Linked DNA regions of Triticum aestivum: region 2 is linked to region 1. The links are chromatin contacts, called in public HiCAR-type maps. All regions are on one chromosome and are shown on one strand. The core of a region is the stretch at or near the end of the contact, and the rest is flanking DNA. Distances in the headings are between cores, read along the strand shown.

What was found. HiCAR-type assays count read pairs that join an accessible place to other places.
Region 2: a HiCAR-type map of leaf shows a contact between it and region 1, with 5 times the contacts expected there. The contact joins the promoter of LOC123169430 here to the promoter of LOC123165196 in region 1. A contact is called at or near these places in 1 of 5 Hi-C or Micro-C datasets (leaf) and 1 of 1 datasets of contacts at active chromatin or transcription factors (leaf).

The regions. Positions count from the first base shown.
Region 1 is chr7D:622,959,019-622,964,552 of IWGSC CS RefSeq v2.1, reverse strand. It overlaps LOC123165196 (probable protein phosphatase 2C 60), which reads left to right and starts at 3,515. Exons shown (of 5, transcript XM_044582826.1): 1 at 3,515-3,729; 2 at 4,929-5,355; 3 at 5,491-5,534. The coding sequence starts at 5,037.
Region 2 is chr7D:623,198,219-623,203,752 of IWGSC CS RefSeq v2.1, reverse strand. LOC123169430 (putrescine hydroxycinnamoyltransferase 1) reads left to right here and starts at 2,512. Exons shown (of 2, transcript XM_044587305.1): 1 at 2,512-3,150. The coding sequence starts at 2,710.

The DNA.
Region 1 (5,534 bases), core at 2,266-4,765:
ACTGGACAATCAAAGAGCAGGTTGTCACGTGCTGTTTCTGTAGAGCAATATAGAAAGCAAAATAGGACTCGGGCGAAAAAAGAAGAAGAAGAAGAAGAAGAAGAAGAAGAAAGAAGGAGGCAGGGTGAGGAGGAGGGCCCCGGCGCATCACAGCCCACACGTGAAAGAGGCGACGGAAGGGAAGGATGAGGACCGGCGTGATGATTCACGCACGCTGACGCAGATAGGTGCAGGCAGCAGTCTCCATCCGTCTCGCTAATAATGGCAAAGCTAGCTAGATGAGCAAGCAGCAGGTGTTCATCTTCATCATGCTCCCAGTCTCTTCCCTGATCGGATCGAGCAAGATGTTTTGGCAAATCTGATGTATGATCATGCCATGGAGCGATCACCCTGGAGATGAGATCAGATGCAGCAGGTAGGCCGGCGAGGAGGAAGCAGGGAGGCACGGCCAGATGTGTCGTCGGCGTGAGACCGACGGCTGAGCTCAGAGACGTTATTTAAGGCGTGCGTGCTTGGCTGGAAGCGCCGACTGATGGAGATGTGCTGCGTAAATCAACTGCATCTCTCTGGACTCTGCTGATCCTGAACTTGCAGCCCATACACTTGTCCTCCGTGAGTGCAACATAGACATGCTTGCTACGTACGCACGCACTAGCTAATTATTCAGCACCGGCAGATTAATTAGAGGCTACTGGTGGATGGATAGCCTTGAGAAAGTAACAAGAGGATGCCATGGGATTCGCACGCTCCTGCAAGTAGGATTGTTTAATCCTTCACGCGCTTGATCTGTAAAATAGAGAGCAACAAGTGGCCGTGGAGGCTGGCGCTGAGTCAACAACGAGTCATCTTTGGATGGCTCGGCCGCACGCCCTAAAAGAAAGAAAAGAAATACTCGCTCATTCGATATTATAAAACGCTCTAACTTTGTCTAAATGAATCAAATGTATATAGACGTATTTTAGTTTACTTGCTCACTCATTTCAGTCAGTACGTACCCTGCATTAAAACATTCAAAACATTTTATAATAACGCCGCAAGCAAAAGTTGAGAGCTGAGACGAAGATGTCCAGGTTTCAGACCTGTTCAGAAGAATTGAGGTTAGAGTTTTAGTCTGATGGAATCGAGGTTGACGATGCTGAGTTAGGCCGTGTACAATAGTTCTATCTTATAAATGCCACGTTGGGTAAATGTCTGAGATAGAGAAACAAAAAATATAGAAAAGCTTGCCTTCTCCTAATTAAGACATGACCTCTTACCACATGTTTATGTATATCTAGTTATCTCGGAGGTGCCCATAGAGTTAGGGTGCTTGTGTGCGTTCATTGGGTAAATATGTGTGAGCATATATACGACTGTCTTCAAAGATGTTTTTTTTTGCATGTTCAAAAACAGTGACCAAGGATGAGACTAAAAGAGCATCCACTATACATTTTTTTTACATTATGCAGTGTGCTTAAAACATAAATGTTTTAATACGTTCACTTATATACTCCCTCTGTCCCATAAGAACGGTTTTCAAGCTATAGCTCGAAAAACGTTTTTGTATTATGGGACGAAGGGTGCAATTTGTGTAGAATACAGCTCTCTGTCTACGTGTCTTTTCCTTCCCTGGCCGATCGGGCCGGTGAAGCTAGCCAATGAACACTGAGAGACAGATATACAGGTAGGTAGGCAGGTGTAGGTGGCGGCATAGACTCACCGTCCGTGTGAACACGAGCGAAACAATGCACATCACATTCACAGGGAAGAGAGACCAAATATCAAGCATAATTAATTAAGTGCACATAAAAGAGAAGGAGCAGAGAGGACACTATATAACTATTAAAAAAATCCGGATCTGGTATAAGAGTTCATTGGAAGTACAAACATCTCAAATAAAACAAGGAAAACGCTATTCTTCAGCCGACGGATGCACGCGGAGCGTCCGCTGCCTGCGTAGCCGTCGGATCAATCTTGATCGAGTGCTCACACTGGCCACAAGTCATGTGCAGCCATTTTTTTTGCAACAACCGTATTGTTTGAGAAGGCTCCTGCAACAGAGATCTTGTTTCAGAAATAAAAAAATGATTTTGTGGTGAAGTTTTTTTTTCAACAACAGGGTCTAGTTTTAGAAAGTTTCTGCAACAGAAGTCTTGTTTCAGAAAAAATGGTTCGACGGCGAAGATTTTTTCCTTATGCAACATGGGTCTTACTTTAGAAACATAGCCCCAGTTGCAGAAAGCGTTGGAGGAGCGCACGATGTTACAGAGTACGAGGCCAAGCATTGCAACACGACACATGTTTCAGAAACATAGCTTCAGTTGCAGAAATCGTCAAAGGGGTGCCTGGCGTGGGAGCTCGTCGCCATCATGCTGGAGTAGAGGCCGCGCCTGTTCTCCAAGTAGGGCCCCTCGGTGAGCGATCCAAGCATCTGACACGGGATATGGTGGGCCATGGTGTTGCAGAGAGTTCAACTTAGCTCCTGCACGCCGGCGGCGGGCTGATTTTGGTGGCGGGTTGACGGCGGCGGCGCGCTGGGCGCAGCTCTGTCGGGGCCGGGGGCAAGTTTGTTGTCTTGTTTCTGCAACATTGCACATGTTGCGGAAATAATGACGGAGGCATGCGGGGCGCGCACACTAGATTGAACGTCTAACAGCTCGGGGATCCAACGTCTGTCCAGGCGAAGAATAATTTTAATATATCTGCCGGCGGACGCGTAGCAGCGCCCATATAACAAACGTTATATCGACGTCCTTGGACCATCGAACGATCACTGTCGCCGCCAAAATGAGTTGTTGACGCGCCATTGTCACCCTCCCATACTATAGCCCATCTGACCTTGTTGGTGATGGCCGACTAGTTTTCGTGCACGTGCCCATAAGGACCAACGCCCCAGAGTCACAGTCTTCGTTTTTGAACCCTTGAATCGATGTGAATGACCCGACACCAAATCTCGTCGTCGAGTATACACGAAGAAAACCCTAACCACGCTGCTCTTATCGAGAAGTTGGCAGAAATCTACGTTGTAGCTCCTTTGAATGCGTCCCATGAACGAACTCGGGGAGAATCAGAGTTCAAAAAACTGACTCGAAGATCATCTACCCGAGAGCCGCCCATGTAAGGACTAAAATCCTGACCCATATACCAGCCAAAGCCGAGTCACTAGGATTCCTCTCCTCGTCACCGGCCATCGAAGCAACGGTCAGAGGGGAGGCGAATCCTAAGGCTCATCGACAGATATCGATGGAAGGAAGGGAAGATTTGCGTTAGTCATGGCACGAGAGGGAGAAATAAATTGGACAGAAGAAAATAGCTTTTAGTCTTCAAGCTAGAACTTGGAATAAAAATGAAAACCTTATCATTGGGTCCATTTTGCTGATGAGTGTTGACCTCGTGCTTTTTTACTTTTTGCTGGACAGATATTTCTCCTAATTGGTGTTGACGTGTCACGGGGACCGATCTGCGAATACGATCTTGCTCGAGGGCCTCCGCGCGCTTTTCCGCCTTATCTATCGCGTCCGTGTCTGAGCCCCACACGTCATCAAACGGCCGTTGCAGCGCGCCCGCACTCCCCACCCCACCCCCTTTCCCCGCCTCATCCCCTTCTCGTGCCGCCGCCGCCGCCGCCGGTCGCCACCATCCTCCGCCGACCTACCGTCGTCCCCGGCGCCGGTGGAGACGACGGGGAGTAGTCCCCTCGTCCGGCTTGCGCTGTCGCGAGCCACGACCCGATCCGCTTGCGCCGTACTGGTGTGTGTACCCTCCAAGTTCTTTTCTTTCCCCTCCCCTTTCTCTATCTCTCTAACACCACTGTATTCCTCTCCCTTCCGTCGTCTAGAGAGGTCGATCGAGTCGCCCTCCCCGCAATTCGCCGGATTCCCATCCCAAGGCCGCCGATTTGGGCGCGCCGACGGAGGCGAGGTGCGCCTGGGATTTTTGTTTCAGAGGGTGGGTGGGGTGGGGGACCGGGAGCAGAGCATTTCTGCCCTGATCCCAATCAACCAGCGCGCCCGTTTGTCCCCAAGTTTCGTGGCGATTGGGAGGTCTGATACTATCCGCGCTCGGGTCTCGTCTGGATTTGCCGCTTAGGAGAAGCGCCGAGTCGAGGATTTTGGGCGAAATTGCCGTCTGAATCATGGTTCACAATTGTATCCAGTAGCTGCCCATTCTGTGGTCACTATAGTGTCAGTCTGTGATGCCAAGGATGAGGAGTGAGAGAGTTTTGCAGTTTGTGGGAGTAGATGAGGTTTTGGGCAATTGAGTTGTTGGGGAATAGGCTTGGTTCCCAACTGATTGTGAAAGTATTTAAAAACTGTTTTGCCCCGGCGCATGTTTTCAAGCAAAATCTTAGGTTTGATGAGTTGCTATAAGTCAGTTCTTGTAGATGTTCCGAGTGTATGTTAGGAAATGTTTTGCTGCGGCCTATGTTTCAAGTAAAATCTTAGGTATGATGGGAAATATTCGCCCTCGATTGCGTCAAACAGAGACACGATTGTGTCTTTTGCTGCATTATTTAGGCATTATATAATGCTATACGTATGTCTCTTTTGCAATTAAAAATGGTGATGGTGTAGGTTACCCAGTACCAGGTTGCTCCTACTAGAACAGTAGAACCTAAAAGCACCAAGCAAGGCAATTTGATTTGTTTTTCCTACATCTGCTTGTACTATAAAGTTACGACAAAGGAGATTCCTCAGACCCTTTTGAGTTGTAGAGAAAGCAACTATGCTGAATTTGAATTCTGTGTTACATGGTAGACAAAGTGTGTACTTACTGAACAAATACATGCAGCTCTCCTGCATGGATTGAAAAAATGGAAGGAAGGAAAGATAAAATATGACATTTTTTTAATTGTGTTCCCAGTCCGAGTGCAAGTGATAAGCGTTGAGTACTATTAATGAGCCATACTTGTGTTTCACATACTTATACATGTTTCTTTTTCTTTCCAGGATAAAGGCAAGAGTTCTGTTGGTGCATTGAGAAGCGACACTGTGATTTTCTTAGATAACAGATGAGGCGAGCTCGGAGGCGTACGTGGGTGGGATGACTGATGAGGGATGATAGTGACATTGATGAACTTTCTACGGGCGTGTTGGAGACCTTCATCCAACCGGCATGCCCGGACAGGCTCAGATGCTGCCGGTAGGCAGGATGGACTTCTATGGTACAAGGACGCCGGGGAGCATGTAAATGGCGACTTCTCCATGGCTGTTGTCCAGGCCAATAACCTACTTGAGGACCAGTGTCAGATTGAGTCGGGTCCGTTGAGCTTTCTCGACTCTGGCCCATATGGCACTTTCGTCGGGGTTTATGATGGGCACGGTGGACCAGAGACAGCTTGCTACATCAACGATAACCTCTTCAACCATCTTAAACGTAATTGCTAACCTGGCATCACTATGCATTAGTACTATGCTCATTCTTTGGTGCTCTGCCCACACTGCCCTGTTTCACTTGCCTGATAATGAGCACTGCAGTGATTATTTACTTCTTCCCTGGTTTGTATTTCAGGGTTCACTTCGGAACAAAATTCAATGTCAGCTGATGTACTGAAG
Region 2 (5,534 bases), core at 1,263-3,762, 240 kb before region 1:
AAAGGATGAAAGAACGACGAGCTGGGAAAAAAACTGCCCAACTCGGCGAACAAGCGAACCAATCGTGCCCCCTGCTCAAGGTGTCAAAAGACATCGTCGCTAATGATCCGAGTATGGTGCCCGGTTATAGCAATCTTGGAGATTACCTGCCCGACGATGTACATTATGAAATCATGGAGGTGGACGAACACAAATACCATTACGGAAAGCCTCTCGTCAAAGATGAAAGATCTCTAAGCACGATGATGCGAAGACTACATGATTGGTACATGAAAACCTGCAGAGAGTCTGATGGGATGGATACTTTGACGCTGAGAGTTAAACCGGAGCATGACCTCGTTGGAATTGATCTACTGAGTGTTCCATTTGAGGATTTCTTCCAGTTTTACAATCAAAAAGCCCTCGATAAAACAACGATCACTTGCTACTGTCTGTAAGTAGTACTACTTCTGTCATTAAGTCTCTCTATATAGGTCAGCTCTTTCATTGCATGTATTTATACTTATCCTCACTATATTATGCAGATTGAAGATCGCCGAATTGAAGAAAAAACAAATCGATGATATTGGGTTCATTAACACAAATCTCATAGATGCATATACGGTTGAAAAACATCCCAAAGAAGCCGAGGCCAACTTGCTACAATCGTTGGTATTAAATCAAAACAAAGATATAATACTCTTTCCTTACAACTTCAAGTGAGTGTTACTGTCTTGTGCTTATTCGGTTTCCCTTATTAGTCCAGGTTATGGTAATGTAATTGATGACTTATGCATGCATGCGCAGCTTCCATTATATTCTCCTAGAGATTAAGCTTGAGCAGGGAGTAGTAACCGTCTTAGACTCGAGACGAAAAGATCCCCAGGACTATGCGAACATGACTCAAATGCTCGAGAAGTAAGTTAAATCGATCATTATCCACCATATCAGCAACTTTGTTCATTTCCTGATATCAAGTAATTGTTTTCTTTGTCTGGCAGGGTTTGGAGAAAATTCACCTCAAAAGCTCCGGGACTGCCGAAGAAGCTGCAATTTAATCACCCGAAAGTAAGTACTATAGTAGCATGTTCCGCGCATCTCCTAGTGATTCAAGCGCTAGTTTCATCAATACCATTTAGCATGCTTGCTTATCAGTTTGATTGACCTCTATTTCTTGTAAAGTGGTTGTGGCAGGAACCCGGGAATAATTATTGTGGATACTACGTTTGCGAGTCCATCCGCTACACGACCTGTGAGCGGGGCTACACTGAAGAACAATATAAAGTGCGTAAGCAATAATATTCACAATTTTATTTTATTACCATCATTTGTGTTGAGTTTCATTTATTCATATATATATGTATTGACCCCCTTCTTCAAATTAGATGTTTCGGAAGCGGGATGAACTCCTAGCAGAAGATCGTATGCGAGGAATTCAAGAGGAATTGGCGGCATTCTTCCTTGACCACGTGATCGCTGAAAACGGAGAATACTATGTGGACCCTGTGTTCCTACAATTTAATTAGGAGATTGTATTGTAAGAGATAATTATTGTATATATGTAGCCGGTAGTGTCGGATAGATATACGAGAACTTGTTGTTCGACCAATATCTCGGAGAAGGTGGTCGATATCACTTCTCTCTGTATGCATATGTTCATGACGATCTTCTGTTTCCTTCATTTGATTACTAGCTAGCGTGTCTACTCCTCTCCATACGTATATAGTACGTAGCATCGACCAAGCACGGAGATAAGAGAGGACACTTCTCTCTATTAATTAGCTAGCTAACACAATATATGAAACACCTAAATTAACCCCCCAAAACCCCTAAACCACCCCTTTCAAAAAAAACAAAAACCTCAGCTCCTGCCAGCTGCTGACGCGTGGATGCCTATTGGGTCCGGTTGGTGACACCAACCGGGACAAAAGGCCCTGCCTATTGGTCCCGGTTGGTGGCACCAACCGAGACCAAAGGCCCTCCTGCCTGGGCTCCCCGCACCGGCCACGTGAACGGCCTTTAGTCCCGGTTCGCGTAAGAACCGGGACTAAAGGGCTAGTGCATTAGTAACGACCCTTTAGTCCCGGTTCCAGAACGGGACTAAAGGCCCTTATGAACCGGGGTAAAAGCTCCTTTTCCTACTAGTGTTTAATCCAAAGGAGGGATTCTCAGCTAGCTGAGAACCAGCAAAACCGAAAAAGATAAGTCAAAAGCCGTCGTTAGGTTACAGGACGCCTCGGAGTACACGGCAGGCCCAAGCTGCGCCACGCAGCAGACGCACACAGAGATTTGAATGGTATGCTATGTCAATGGTCCGTGTAGCTCCTCGATTGGTCGAGCCATTTGCACGTAGACATATATTCCGGCCCTCTAGCTCAGCCGGCCTTGTCGCCCCGTCTACAGTTAGTGCACTGCTAAATAACGACGACGTGCACCTGTTCACTGCCGCTACAAGATGTTGTGGTGTGGATTATTCATCATCACAACAACAAGAAAAAGGGCCCCGTACGTAGGTTCCATCAGCGTCCCATGCCGTGTATGCATGTCACCGACCGGCCGCGTGGTTATGCACGTACCCGGGCCGGGTGGCACACGAGAGCGCGCGCATCTATATAGCATGGCCGCCTCGCAGCTCCACTCTCCTCCACAAGCAAAAGCGAGCGCACAGACGAGATTACGCAAAGAGACTCTGCACACAGTTTGTTTGAGAGCGACAGACAGAGCAGGGAGATGATGAAGGTGGAGGTGGTGGAGTCGACGCTGGTGGCGCCGAGCGAGGAGACGCCACGGCGGGCGCTGTGGCTCTCCAACCTCGACCTGGCCGTGCCCAAGACGCACACGCCGCTCGTCTACTACTACCCGGCCCCAGCCACGGCGGCGCCGGACACGGACTCGGCCGACTTCTTCTCGCCGGAGCGGCTCAAGGCAGCGCTGGCCAAGGCGCTGGTGCTCTTCTACCCGCTGGCCGGGCGCCTCGGGCGAGAGGGCGAGGGCGGGCGGCTGCAGATCGACTGCAACGGCGAGGGAGCGCTCTTCGTCCTCGCCAGGGCGCCGGACGTCGCCGGGGAGGACCTCTTCGGGAGCGGCTACGAGCCCTCGCCGGAGATCAGGCGGATGTTCGTGCCCTTCGCGCCCTCCGGCGACCCGCCCTGCCATATGGCCATGTTCCAGGTTCAACTTTGCCCCTCACGCCAAACTATTTCATCATATGACTTTGCTTCTGCCGTCCCGGCCTCGTCCTATTCCCGCTTCTTGGCCATGGACGTGCCAGTATTTAGTCCTAGCTAGGTAGGAATCCTCTGCCTATACCTCTCTTGGATAGATTGATCGATCGGTTTGGCCGGAGTTGGACCTGACGCTGCAAATTCCGTCGACCTAATGATGTCAAAAACATAACCAATATTGGATTTGCAATCGCGGCAGCCAGCTTAATTTTGTTCTTATGTTGCCTTCGGAAAAAGGTCATATCATTGGAAAAAGATAGTAGATAGAGATTGGCGAGGGGCGGAGAAAACCGGATAGAACATTAATTGATTGCTTCATATCCGTATCGATAAACACCAAGCATATATGGGTAAAATATGAATGGCAAGAACAACATTGAGATCGACGTACCATCCATAAAATTATTGTGTCACGCTCAGTCTCTGTCTAATTTTCTTGTAAACCCTCGGGACGACGCATATCGCTTCTCATGAATGAATAGATAAAAGAGAGCTAGCAAAGTTTGACATGTACATAGGCACATAGCCATTCAAAAAGAATTGAGACTAGCACCATGTGTGGCATGCGTGGCAAGCTAGGTAGCTAATCTCAAACTCAAAACAAACAAATGCATTATTTTATTGACTAAATAGCGTGAAGAAAGCATAGTAGTAGTAGTATCATATTGGTGGGGTGCCTACGTATGACTCATCCCCAGGATAACAAACATCTCGATCGGGAATCAAGTTGCGTGGATGTGATCGTGGCGGCGCCGTTGATATCCGTGGTTGTGGGCCGGACACGGTTTCCTCCCTCTTACTTCTTCTGAGGACAGCATTTTTTTTGGGGGGCAAATTTGTAAGCAACACAAGGGCCTACCTTGATGCTTCCATTACTGGACAATTAAGTAATGGCATCGCTTTCAAGTCACGATAGATAATTCTCAACACTTGTCTGCTTGTTTTTAGACTATAATTGCAAAGAGTTCATATCCGGCCTACGTGGCCGAAGATTCTAACATGGTGCAGCCGCCCCCACTAGGATATGTGATGAAAACCCTTAGGTATACATCATAATCAAAACCCAGAGATGTTTGACACGCTACGAGATTGATAAGAAAATAGTTAATCCTAATAAGAACTAGTGACATAATCAATGATTCTCAATACTTATCTAATACATAGAGGTGAGGCTCAAACCTTGGCTGGCTGGCCCACACTTCATATATGGGATTCAGATCCTCTGACATTGGGAGGGAAGTCAGGGGAAGCTACAGTACCCTGACATCCCTTCCCCAGGTTTTCCTAAACCATGATCTAACGCATGGATTCAAAAACCACAGTAATTCATGAATAGTATCTGGTCTACAATGATTCGCGGCCATTGCTAGCCCCCCGACATCCCTTCTTCCTTTTATACACAGAGTTACCGTAGCTTGTGACTTTCCTTGTGCATGTTAGAGGATCCCGCTCCTCATATATGGTGCTATCCACTAGCCACCACTTCATCTAACCGGGTTTAGGGCAAAATCTTGACCATATTTTTTAGATAAAAATTAAGTTATATGTAGCAAAAATAGTATCCCATTGGAAACTTCTTTCGAATATGAATCCAACAACATTTTTTTTGTAACATATCACTTAGATTTTGCTACTCAAATTTACTGTCAGAGTTTCACCCAAAATACAATGGGGACTAATAAACTGAACGGTTGAAGTAAACCCACGCGAATACAAATTGCAGAACAGCCCACAGAGCAAACTTAGCAAATTAGATGATTTTGCGGCACAGTTTTAAAAGTCATAGTAGTCTAAAACTCAAGACATCGTTTTTAAATAATGATGTTATAGATACTATGGTTTATGGATGGAAGTGTTATATTTGTTGATCTCTTCATTGTCGATAGTTGTTGTACAGTTGTTGTTCTAGTCTGTTGTTTTTGTGGGCCTTGGCACCACAATTTCCAACTGTGTACTACAACAAATTTGGCCTGGCTCTGGTGAGAGAGAGGGGCAATGACGGCGACACGCCTTCAGTTCGCTCCAGTGTTTGTAATGGTCGCTAGATAGTCTACGGACTTATATGTATTTTTTGTTATTCCTGTGTTCTTTGTGCTACCATGACGTGATGAATAGAATTGATGTTTTCTGGCCAAAGAAAACATATAAAATATATATTTAAGACTGTAGTTTCTAAAAAAACAGGGTAAACTCAGACCACTTTAAAATAAAATTAAAAATATTAGCTGCCAAACATAGCCTTTTCTCGGACGGGCTTGCTAAAGCCCAGTCGACTGAGATTTAAGCAAGTCTCAGTCGACCTTGTAGAATTTTGTGCCATCGTTTGCAACA